Regions from separate parts of the Sus scrofa genome. Here region 1 is linked to region 2. A link is a contact called in public HiChIP or PLAC-seq data. All regions are on one chromosome and are shown on one strand. Each heading gives the region's core, a stretch centred on a gene start, on an enhancer-like site or on the middle of the called end of the contact. The rest is flanking DNA. Distances are from core to core; before and after follow the strand shown.

Region 1 (6,476 bases), core at 3,913-6,412, 130 kb before region 2:
CTACAATGCTTTACGATTTTAATTGTATCATCTCTATTGAACTTTAGGCAATCTTATGAAGAAAGCAAAGTACCATTACTATATTTTTATAATGATTTTTATTTTTTCCATTATTGCTGATTTACGTGTTCTGTCCCATTATTACATTTTACTGAAAAGAAACAAATGCTCAGAGATTTTTTTTTTACCAAAGTCAAAAAGCTAGTAAGAACAGGTCTTTAAACTTCCTAGGCTAAGTCTCTTTTCACAACATAATAATTTTGGTTAAAAACAAAGCAAAACAGGGAGTTCCCACTGTGATTCAGAGGGTTCAAAATCTGACAGAGTGTCCCTGAGATTGCAGGTTCGATCACTGGCCTCACTCAGTGGGTTAAGGATCTGGCACTGCCACATGCTGCAACAGTGGAGGTCACAGATGCAGCTTGGATCCCACATAGTTGTAGCTGTGGCATAGGCTGGCAGCTGCAGTTCCTATTCAATCCCTTACCTGGGAATTTCCATATGCTGCAGATGCGGCCATAAAAAGGAAAAATAAAGAAAAACAAAATAAAATCTGAGCAGAGCATAGATGCCCAAAGAATAATAAATCATTTTGGAGTTCCCGTCGTGGTGCAGCAGAAACAAATCCAACTAGGAACCACAAGGTTACGGATTGGATCCCTGGCTTTGTTCAGAGGGTTAAGGCTCCAGCATTGCTGTGAGCTACAGTGCAGGCCAGCAGCTGCAGCTCTGATTGGACCCCTAGCCTGGGAACCTCCATATGCCTCGGGTGTGGCCCTAAAAAACAAAAAAAAAAAAAACAAAGAGCAATAAATCATTTTGTTTTCTAAGTCCTCCTGTAATATTATTATATCTGTGCTAGATTTATCTTTTTAAGCCACTGCTTTCAACTCTAAGCCAATCATCTAATGAGTGGTTTAACACAATTACAGAGACTGCTTAGGTAATAGTTATACCCTCACTCACAATCAAAGTATCAAGTGATATGACGGTAATAACATATGATCAAACTAGGAGTTGTAAAGTTCACCAAAGAAAACCAAACAAGGGTCCTTGGCCGTCGCTTCACTGAATGTGCTCTCCTAGGTGACCTCATCTACTCTCATGACCACTACCGCTTCCTACATATGAGTAATTCCCAAGCCTTTAAATCCAGCCTCAACTTTTCTCCTTTCCTCTAAGTATGAATTTCCAACTGTTTGGACAGCTTGTAAGCACCTCACCATCAACAGGTTCAGAATCAGACTAATTACTTCTTCCAACATACCTGTCTCTTTTCTCTTGACCCCCATCTCAATTAATGCATGATCATCATTCCCTCAGTCACAGAAGGTGGTTATATTTGACCCCTTAATTATCACTATCATCCAATCGATCATTAAGTTTTTTGGACTCTATTGCCTAAATTCCTCATCTTCATCCCTACTGTCACTGTTTTCTCTCACCTAGAACATTGCAAATGCCTCCTAAATGGTCTCTCTACTGTTTCGCCCCATCTGATCTACCCTCTACCCAACTAACAAATCATCTTTCTAAAATACAAATATGACCATGTCAAGCTCTGCTTAAAAACATTTGATGATTTCTGGGAATGTAAAATGGTCAGCCACTACGAAAAACAGTATGGAGGGTTGTCTAAAAACTAAAAATAGAGTTACAATGTCATCCAGCAATTCCACTCCTGGGCATATATTGGGAGAAAACTCTAATTCAAAAAGATACATGCACCCCAAAGTTCATAGCAGCACTGTTTACAGTAGTCAGGACATGGAAGCAACCTAAATGTCCACTGACGAATGAATAAAGAAGCTGTGGTATGTACACACAATGGAAAACTACTCAGCCATTAAAAAGGAAGGAAATAATGCCATTTGCAGCAACATGGATGGACCTAGAGATTATCATACGAAGCAAAGTAAGTCAGAAAGAGAAAGACAAATACTCTATCACTTATATGTGGAATCTAAAATATGACATAAATGAGCTTATTAACAAAACAGAAACAGACTCACAGACATAGAAAACAAACTTAGGGTTCCTATTTGGATTCATTTCCACTGCGGCACAATGGGAACTCCCTCAGAAAACAAACTTATGATTAGCAATGGAGAAAGGGAATGGGGAAAGGCTAAATTAGGAGTCTGGGATTAGCATATACAAACTACTATATATAAAACAGATAAACAACAAGGTCCTCCTATATTACACAGGGAACTATATTTAACATATTTAATAGCCATAATTGAAAATAATATGACAAAGAATATATATGAATACACTTATCTAAAACTGAACACTGATGTACATCAGAAACTGACACAACATTGTAGCTCAATGATACTTTTAAAAATTTCTTAAATTTTTAAATTTTTTTAAAAAATTAAAGAAGTTCCCATTGTGGCTCAGTGGCTTAAGAACCATACATAGTGTCCATGAGGATGCAAGGTTTTTTCTTTTTTTTTTTTTTGTATTTTCTAGGGCTGCACCCACAGCAAATGGAGGTTCCCAGGCTAGGGGCTCTAATCGGAGCTACAGCTGCCAGCCTATGCCACAGCCACAGCAACTTGGGATCCAAGCCACGTCTGCGACCTACACCACAGCTCATGGCAACACCAGATCCTTAAGTCACTGAGTGAAGCCAGGGATCGAACCGCAACCTCATAGTTCCCAGTCGAATTCGTTAATCAGAGCCACAACGGGAACTCTGAGGATGAAAGTTTGATCCCTGGCCTTGTTCAGTGGGTTGAGGATCCAGTGCTGCTATGGCAGCGTAGGCCAGCAGCTGCAGCTCCATCTGACCCCTAGCCCAGGAAATTCCACATGGCACAGTTGTGGCAGTAAAAAGAAAAAGACATTTTTATGGAGTTCCTGTCGTGTCTCACTGGTTAACAAATCAGACTAGCAACCATGAGGTTGCAAGTTCGATCCCTGGCCTTGCTCAGTGGGTTAAGGATATGGCATTGCCGTGAGCTGTGGTGTAGGTTGCAGACACAGCTTGGATCCCGCTTTGCTGTAGCTCTGGCATAGGCAGGCAGCTACAGCTCCGATTCAACCCCTAGCCTGGGAACCTCCATATGTGGCGGGAGCGGCCCAAGAAATGGCAAAAACACACAAAAAAAGAAAAGAAAAAGACATTTTAAAAAAAAATTCTCATAACAAATTAAAACAAACACAAAAAATGTGATGGTTTCTTTTCTGCCTCGAGGAAAAAGTCTAATCTCTAAGCACCAAAATCTAACTGTAATTTACCACTCAGACCTCATCTTCTGCCATCCCCCCCCCGCCCCTGGTCCCCCTTCTCTTCTCTCTGGATACATACAATCTCTTGCCCCAAGTTCTTTACGCTCCTTGTATATGCTAGTGCATGACTTTCCCTCTGCCCTGAATAATGTTTTCCACCTGGTACACTAGAGCCTGCTCATCAAGAACCAGTTCAAATATCAGAAGCTCAAATACCACCCATTCTATGAAGCCTTTCCTAATTCCCCAAGGCAGATTTCATTATTCCTTCCTCAGTGCATGAAAGCACTTTGTATATGTCTCCATTATACTTATCAAATTATATTCTAATTCTATTTGATTTATCATGTATCTCCCAACTGTACCAAAATAATTTACGGCACACTGTATGCCCTCATTAAGCAAGAGGAATCACAAGGTTGGACCTCTCACCTTATTGTGAGCATCTGTGTGCCGGATGACATTCCTCAGGAGGACTTTCCCCAAGGGAACTCGGGACATTCTTCAATCTGAAATGAATCGATAAGTAACTTTTAATAATAATTCACTATGTTACCTTATTTTTATTACTGTGTTTTAATAAAGCATGAGTTAAAGGGAAAATCACTGAAGTCACAGGTCGTGCAGAATAGTTTTTCCTTCACCACTAAAGGGGAAAACACCTGACCACACCAATGTGAGGACGAAAGGAGGTAATGACCACTGGAGTTCTTTCAAACTGCACAAATTAAGTGCTTTGAGGAACATCATTTAATTCTCAAAGTAATTGTTTTAGATGAGGCAGGTATCTTCATTCCTATTTCGTAGGTGAAATTCTCTTAAAGCTATAACTTGCCCCAGGCCACATATTCCAAGGCAAACGAGGTCTAGATTAGAAACCAGTTTTTGAATCCCAAAATTAGTCTGCAATTAAGTAAATACCTAGATTTGAGAATGTCAGCGAAACAAATGTCAACAGTAACAAAAATTGACGTCTAAAAACATCGAATGCCGAGATGCCCTAAATTTCTCCATTCAAGGGTATCTTATATTCTACTTTGGACAGAAACCTCCAAAAAACAGAGGACAGGGATATTCACGTGTGTAGCCAGCAAGGGCTTTGTGCAACCACCCCACCGCTCACTCACCCCTTGATCCTGAGGAAATCAGGCATCTTGTTAGTGTGAGACGAAGAACCACTCCATTACAAGATCTCCTCCGACCCAGGAAGCCAAGGAGTCAGGGCTCAAAGGCAGCTCTGCAGCTTCACCCGAGTCCTTCGTGAAAACGCAGCCTTCCCACCGGTTATTCCGCCCTCACCCGTGGGCCTCGCCACCGCCGCCTCTCCCCAGCCCAGGCCGACAGGCAGATTTTTCTCCGGACTGAGGCCGGAGGCTGCTCTGGCTCGGAATCCGGACGGCCAAGTTGGCTAGCGCACTCCCCGCTCACGCTCCTCTGGGACGGCCCCGAGGTTGGGTTCCGCCTTCCCAAAAGGATGGGGACGCTTTGGCCGGGGACGCCCCTCGACTGGGCCCCAAAAAGTACCTAGAGTGGCTGAAGAGGGGATTGAGGCTTCCAAGTGGAAGACACAGAAAATACCCCCATCTTCGTCACCGGCACCCCTGCCCCCCAGCGGCCGCGGAGCTCCCGGTAACCTTCCCTCCAAACACCCTCCCCACAGAAACACACACAAACACACCCATACCGTGCGCCGCAGCCTCGCGTGACGGGGGCAGGGGGAGGAAGGGATCTGGGGGAGAAGGAAGCCGACTTCCTTTTCAGGCCGGAAGTCGTGCCCCTAAGAAATTCTTCCCACCAACAGGAGTCACAGAGACTCCCACAGGAGGGTTTCCAGGACACTGTAGAGGTCAACAGGTGCAGAAAGGGAGGTGAGCGCCCTCCTGGAAAAGAAGTGGGTCGGGCTCAGCCAGAAAGCAAGCCCAGCACCAGAAGGAGAAGATTCCGGAACTAGGTGTAAAAAGAACTTTCTGCCTGGAGCTTCCCGGACCCAATTAGATGTTGTACCAAGATGGTTACCCCGGTAACAGGCGTCGCGGTTTGTCAGGAAACCAAGAGAGGAGGTGGGTTTGCCGACCTCTGGAAAGACAGTTACATTTCCCTTTTAGTCTAACCTTCCTGTAGTGTTCAGGCAACCCAAACTTACTCTTTTCCTCATTCTGTCGATGCTATGGGACACGTCTCCATTGAGGGGAAGGAGGAGGGAGGAAGGTTACCTCAAGTCATGGAGAGAATATTACTATTCTTATGTAAGGCTTAGCAAGTGTTCAGCCTCTCTGTGTTACCTTACTTAATCCTCACGATAACCCTACGAGATAGGTATTATTGTCTTCATTTAGAGGGGAATAAACTGATACATGTATGTAAATTAAATGCTCAAATCACACAGCTAGTAAGTGATGGATAGAGCTAAAACTGGAATTCTATGCATTCTGTCTGCAGAGTCCATGCTGTTAACTACTAGATTATACCAAAGATTGAGGAAGTCTTGTGTAGCCTTCAATCCACAGCACACCTCTAGCAAATAAAGGAACTGGATAGGCACCACTTAGCTAATACCAGGATACTGGAACAAGAAAATTCCAGGAAATCCAAACTTTAAAAGATTACTCTGTCCCCTTAGGGTTTTTGAGGCTCTAGACAGAGGTAAGGCCTTATTATCTGAGGGAACATCTTGAGAATGTAGGAAGTGGTACTAGATAATTAGAGAATAAGGAAAAGATAAAATGGTGCTGAGCCACAGTCTTTTAGACACAGGTATTAAGGATAGTTGCTAACTTCAACAAAACAATTCCTGACGTATTCCTCCTCCCCCCAAAAATAAATGAATCAGTAGACCTTTTTTCCCTCAAATGTCTTTCCACAGATTTAAGAGGCCTAATTCATCTCAATCATGGAGAAATCCTCAAAAGGTCTGCTCACCCAAGTTACTCAACTCTGGAACCTTCTAGATGATCTGGCTGAAAGTAACCCTGAGAGCTATGAGAAGTTCATTCAACAGCAGCTGAAAGAGGGGAAACAGCTCTGTGCGGCCCCAGAACCATGGCTCTGTCTGCAAACCAGGATCCTGGTATGTAGAGTTGATGCCCAGAGAAAGGGAAATCCTGAATTAGATGGTCCTGGAGTAACCAGAGAATGACTTACCCTTAGCTATTGCTACTTCAACACAAAACTTGAGAGAAACTTCCACTCTAAAAGGAAATTAAGGAGTTCCCTTCGTGGCTTAGTGGTAATGAACC
Region 2 (6,078 bases), core at 3,096-5,595:
AGAGGGACTTCTTTTTCCACACATATCTGACAGAGTTTCGTGTTTTGGTTGGATCTTCGGTTTTAAGGCAGCTTGCTGAGCTGAAAGCAGAGTCTTCATCCGAACTCTACAGGTGGTTTAGGAGAAAATCTCTGAAACTATTTCTGGGTCTCTCTACTTCCTCTTCTGCCATTTCAACTCTTCTTTTTGCTTTCCGCTGCATCGTCAGAGCCTAATCCTAGCCTCTAATTCCTTTCCCCTGGTCACTACTGTGTTCCTACTTGCTTCTACTTAAACAAATAAAGAGAAATATTAATCCTAAAATAACATAGACTTGGACGATTCAATTTTAGTGAACAGAGCCTGTTTCCAAGTTGGATGTTGCACAATGCCTGGGCATGACCCAAATGGAATAGTCAGTTTGACTCACAGGTGTAGGATTTTATTTTTAGTTCAGAATTAAGGAAGCTAAATGGGCACTCTCCTGTATTAGTATAGGAATAAAAATTGGTGCAATCTTTCTAGAATGCAATTGGCAGTAAGTATAAGAAGCCTTAAACATAAATGTGTTTACCCTCTGACGTAGTAATTCCATATCCAAAGAAATAATCAGGCAAGTCCAAATATGGATGCATTATTTACAATTGTGAAAAATAGGAAATAGCCTAAATATACAACATTGGGAACTAATTAAATAAATGGCATCTCCAGTCAATGGAATGTTACATATCAATTTAAGGAAGATGCTGGAAGAATACCTATTAGCATGGAAAATTTTCCTCTTTATTAAAAGAGTAAGAAGAGACTATGTTTTACCATAAAAATTATTCATATAGGCATTTTAAAAGGATTCCATGGAAATACACTGAAATGTTCCTGTCATCTCCAGGTTATATTTCTGGTCATCTCTTATTTTCTGCTCTTTGGTATTTTCCACATTTCCTACAGTGAATGTGTATTACTTTTATAATCAGAAAAAATTTTTAAATGAAAGTCTCATTAGTTGTCATAGTGTCTTTAACTTTCTGCAAGTTTACTAAGATAATGAGAAATAGAGGAGAACAATATTTATCCAGTCCTAATATTTTAAGAGGAAAAAATATATTTTGGTTAGAACATCTATTGTAGCATTTCTAGCCAGGCTCTAGAGCCACACCGATAGTATCAGACTAGCTGTATGACCTCAGCAAGTTTTTTATTAGGCTTCATTTTCTTATTAATAAAATGAGGATAATAATGGAACTTAAACTTCATGGGGTTATTATAAAAATTAAATAAAATAATAAAAGCAAAATATTCAGAGTTCCTGCTATGGTGCAGTGGGTTAAGAATCTGACTGCAGCATCTCAGGTTGCTGCAGAGGCATGGGTTTGATTCCTAGCCCAGTGCAATAGGTTAAAGGATCCAGCATCGCTACAGCTACAGAACAGGTCACAGCTGCTGCTAGGATTCACTCCCTGGCCTGGGAACTTCCATATACCATAGATGCGGCCATAAAAAATAGAAATAATATGAAATAAGTACAAATAAAAGCAAAATATTCAGCTAGGTGCCTGGCATATAATGAGTGTCAATCAAAGCTGACTACTATGACTGCCACCATCACAGGGAGGAATAACCAAAAATGAAGAATACAAAGACTTGGGAAGAAAGGGGGAGTGAAAAATGCTTTACACCCCCTTCCATGGAAGTTTTTGTGTTCCTAGATGTCTTATGTTTATAGGACATCTCACAGTTTAAAAAGTGCTTCATTTGTTTTTTTCAATCCTGACAATATTCTAGGAAACACCATTGTTCTCACTTCATAGATGGGCCAACTAAGCCCCTAGAACTTTGGTATCTTAAGAAGGTAGGAACGAAATTTCCCATGATGGCTATGTCTTCAGCTTCTGTCACTGTGCCTGGTATACCTGGGTGTTCAATAAAATATTTGCTCAGTATGAATGGATGAATGAATGAGTAGTAGGAACAGGACAGGAATCCAATGTATTGACTCTAAATCATTATGTGCTTTCTAATGTCCCTCGCCTATCTCTCTAAACATAATGATAGTTTTTTACAAATAAGACATCCTCAAGAAGGAGGCAGGCATGGAGTGGGATAGCTAAGAAGGCAGGGGACAGGAAAAAACCAGGCCCAGCTGTTTACAGTGTTAAAAGGAAACAATAGGCCTCTAATGTAGTTTCGTGTGCTAAGCTCACATCACCAAACCACGACTTAAGCCCTAGACGCACTGGAGTTGCGACCTGCCCCAGGAATGTAGTCTTAAACAGTCCGTTTGGAACTTTCTGGGCAGCAACAATGAGCTAATCTGCCACAGAGACCCTTCCATTGCGCAAAGGAAGATGAAGTCATCTGCTCTTTCCTGATCCCTTCCCTCTTCTGCCTATAAGAGCCTTTCATTTTGAACAACTCCTCTGATGCTGCGCCATGCATGAACCATTCAATAAAGCCAATGAAATCTTTAAAATTTACTTGATTGAATTTTTGCTATTTAGCAACAGTGATGACAACTCTGGGAAAGAACAATAAAGACAATGTAACTCATTTCTCATGAGACTTTCACATCCCCCTGCTCTTCAGGCTTGTGAACTAAACAACACAGGTTGCGTTATTTACATTTTATATATGAGGAAAAAGAGAAGTTACAGGGTTTGCCTAAGGTCACACAGCAAAAGAATGTGAAAGTTCTGTTCAAAAATTCGATGGATATGCTGCTTCTCCTCATTTCTGAAGCCCTTTTAAATAAACATTTTCCCAAAGTTGATTTGCTTGATTTAGGAGGCAGTATTGTGCTGAGGTTAAAACTATGAGCTCGGAAGTCATACAGGCCTGGGTTGGAATCTTGGTTTATTTGCTTACTAGCCATGGGACCCCAGACAAATGAGTTAACTTCTCTGAGCGTCAGCTTCCTAGCTATAAAATGGGAAGGGAGTAAGACCGCCTCCCTCAGAATTGTTGGAGAAATCAAATAAGATTATGAAGTGCCTGGAACATAAGAAGTTCTCAAATGCTACAATTATCATTACCTGGAGGAGAAAGGGAGAGAGAGAAGGAAGAAGAAAAGGAGAAACAAAAATGTCCATTCACCATTCCAGCCCTGCCCTGGTCATTCTATAGACAGCTGGCTGGGCGGTGTGTTTTGAGGTTTCCTGAAAGGAGAGAGCACAGAAGGACATACTGCTCTGGTATTGGCTCCTGGAGGTGCCAGGGAAAGATGGTGACAGTGGGAGGCTGGCAGAGAGCTATCTTCGGGCTCTCTCTTCTTCTCCGAGCCTCCACATCCACCAACAGAGACGTTCCCCTCCAACCTCTCCCCCTACTCACCAGCTTCCCCCGCAGCAGAGCCGGTTTCCCATGCTGCTCTGTCTCCCTGGGAGCCCAGCTGTTTTTGAACAGAAAGAGGCTTGTGCATTTCCTGGTTCCCCGTCTGGCTTCCCTCAGCAGCTCCGGGGAGTCGCTGTCAGTGTCAGATTTCAACCTAACAGGTTGGACTTTGGAAGCCACCTGCTGGAAAGATTCCCAGGTGACTGCTCCCAGCCAAAGGGAAGAGAAACACAACAGGCTCCAGGTGAGAGCGAGTTCACCTTCGGGATTTGGAACTGCTTTGATGAAGCATGAACTTTGAGCTTCAAGCTTCAGGGGAAAGAAACCTGAGATAGAAAAGGGTTTCCCTAGGAAATGTTTCTCCATTATATCACTCCATCATCAAAATAGATGCTCTATAATAAAGCGTCTTTCTTATGTTTCCCCAGCACTACTGGGGTTGGAGATTCACTTTCAAGGTAATCGCTCTCAGCTTCTTCTGATATCTGTCCAGAATATGGGTTTGAATACTGGACCTCTTGGAAACTAAAATTTAGAGAAATGGTCTCCTTTTTTTCTTTTTCTCTCCTCCCATGCTACTGGAATTTATGTGGACAAATCACTTTTTTTCTAGGACCGTTAAAAATAAAGGACTGAACTTACCACTTAATCCCCTTTCTGGTCAAGCATCATATGATTCTCTGATTGGAATGGCCTCAGCACTCCTTAACCACTCACTTCCCCATCCCCAGGACAGAACTACGGGAATCGCCATTTAATTGCAACTCAGCTTCTCCTCCAATGACACAGAATTAGACTCTTTCCACACACACTGGCAACTAGGATGCAGCTGAACAAGTTCCTCTGGAGAAAATGGGGGCTCTAGGAGGATTTGTGGAACCGGTGCAGTTTGCCTTCAGTGCTCCCACACTTATCTTTAGTGCCTTGCTCAGATGCCCAGTTATTTGTGTGTCCCTCACAGATGCTCAGGACCAGTGCTCGGCCCTGTACTCCACAGAGGGTACCCTAGACTCTTCTTTCCTCCCCATCTTCTTTCCTTATGAAACTGGAGAAGAAAAAAGCAACAGCCTCATAGGACTGTGGTAAAAATGAAATGAAATAACATACATGAAACTCCAGTCCAGGGCCTGGCACAGGGGACCCCCTTGGTAAGCCTTAGCTATTATTACTACTTCTCATTCTCAGCTGATTGTTGGTCAAGTATCTTACTTTATTGTTTTGTGCACCAATTTAGTTAGGAAAGGGAAGCCTTTGGAGGAAAGGACGGTTATTTTTAAATATCTAAAGGGATTCTCAAGTGAAAGAAAGATTGCATTTATTTTCAGGACATAACCTGAACCAATGGACAGAAGTTACTAAAATGCAGATTTTGGTTCAATAGAAGGAAGAATTTATAACAGATGTGAAAAAAAAAAAAAAAAGAAAACGAAGATCTAAGTTCTCCGCCACAAAAAATGTCACAGAAGTTGACTACAATCTTTTGGAGTTCCCGTCTTGGCTCAGTGGTTAACAAAGCTGACTAGGAACCATGAGGTTGCAGGTTCAATCCCTGGCCTCGCTCAGTGGGTTAAGGATCTGGCGTTGCCACGAGCTGTGGTGTAGGTCGCAGACATGGCTCAGATCCCACGTTGTTGTGGCTGTGGTGAAGGCCGGCAGCTATAGCTCCGATTGGACCCCTAGCCTGGGAACCTCCATATGCTGAGGGTATGGCCCTCAAAAGACAAAAAAAAAAAAAAAAAAAGAAGTTGACTAACAATCTTTAAAGAATTTGAGGGGGTGGGGAATCTGTACTAAATTAGAGGTTTCAATTTTTTCTAGCTAAGGAATACTTTCTTTTAAATGAAGCTCATGTAAAAATTCCAGTTATGAAACAGATCAAAGTGAAGCTGTTCTGGTTGAAGTCTGAATAGGATCCTTTAAAAATTCTTTTTTTTTTCTCATCTATATGTTAAGATTCCTGTGAGTAGATGATAAAGGAGTATAGTTTTAAATTTATATTTATAATGTACAACCTCCATAGTATATTACTTGGGGGTTAAGAAATATTTGTTGACTGAATGAACAAAAAAATATATCAATAGTTATTTCTCTAAGGCGTGCTTTAAATTTTTTTTTTTTTTTTTTTTTTTTTTGCGCTTATTAGGGCTGTACCTGCAGCTTATAGAGGTTCCCAGGCTAGGGGTTGAATCAGAGCTACAGGGCCGGCCTATACCACAGCCCCAGATATGCAGGATCCAAGCCACACCACAGCTCACGGCAATGCTGGATCCTTATCCCACTGAGCAAGGCCAGGGATCAAACTTGCGTCCTCATGGACGCTAGTCAGATTCGTTAACCGCTGAGCCATGACAGGAACTCCTGCTTTGATTTTTAATACATGGCAATCCTTTAAGAGTCAAATTTTTCAAGTGAAAGTTTGTATCGTGGGGTCCACAGATTCTTCTTCTTTCCTTTGCTTTTTAGGGCCATACCCGGCTCATATGGAAGTTCCCAGGCTAGGGGTTGAGTCGGAGCCACAGCTGTCAGCCTATGCCACAGCCACAGCAACATGGGATCTGAACTATGTCTGCGACCTACACCACAGCTCGTGGCAACGCCAGATCCTTAACCCACTGATGGAGGCCAGGGATCGAACCCGAGTCCTCAAGGTTACTGGGCGGATTCATTTCCACTGTGCCACAACCAGAACTTCTCCACAGATTCTTAAGAGGGGCATATAAGTGGATCTCAAGAGCTGTGTGAACCTATTCAAATTGCATGACAAATTTGGGA

Evidence for each region. HiChIP or PLAC-seq counts read pairs in DNA pulled down with a chosen protein or histone mark.
Region 1: an H3K27ac HiChIP or PLAC-seq map of alveolar macrophages shows a contact between it and region 2. The contact joins the promoter of PIH1D2 here to the promoter of C9H11orf52 in region 2. A contact is called at or near these places in 2 of 47 Hi-C or Micro-C datasets (fetal heart ventricle and heart right ventricle) and 1 of 2 datasets of contacts at active chromatin or transcription factors (alveolar macrophages).

The regions. Positions count from the first base shown.
Region 1 is chr9:39,774,163-39,780,638 of Sscrofa11.1, reverse strand. It overlaps PIH1D2 (PIH1 domain-containing protein 2), which reads left to right and starts at 5,162. Exons shown (of 7, transcript XM_021062782.1): 1 at 5,162-5,300; 2 at 6,104-6,307. The coding sequence starts at 6,131. C9H11orf57 reads right to left here and starts at 5,060. Exons shown (of 6, transcript XM_021062781.1): 1 at 4,925-5,060; 2 at 3,673-3,749. The coding sequence starts at 3,741.
Region 2 is chr9:39,645,157-39,651,234 of Sscrofa11.1, reverse strand. C9H11orf52 reads right to left here and starts at 4,345. Exons shown (of 4, transcript XM_003129841.4): 1 at 3,307-4,345. The coding sequence starts at 3,338.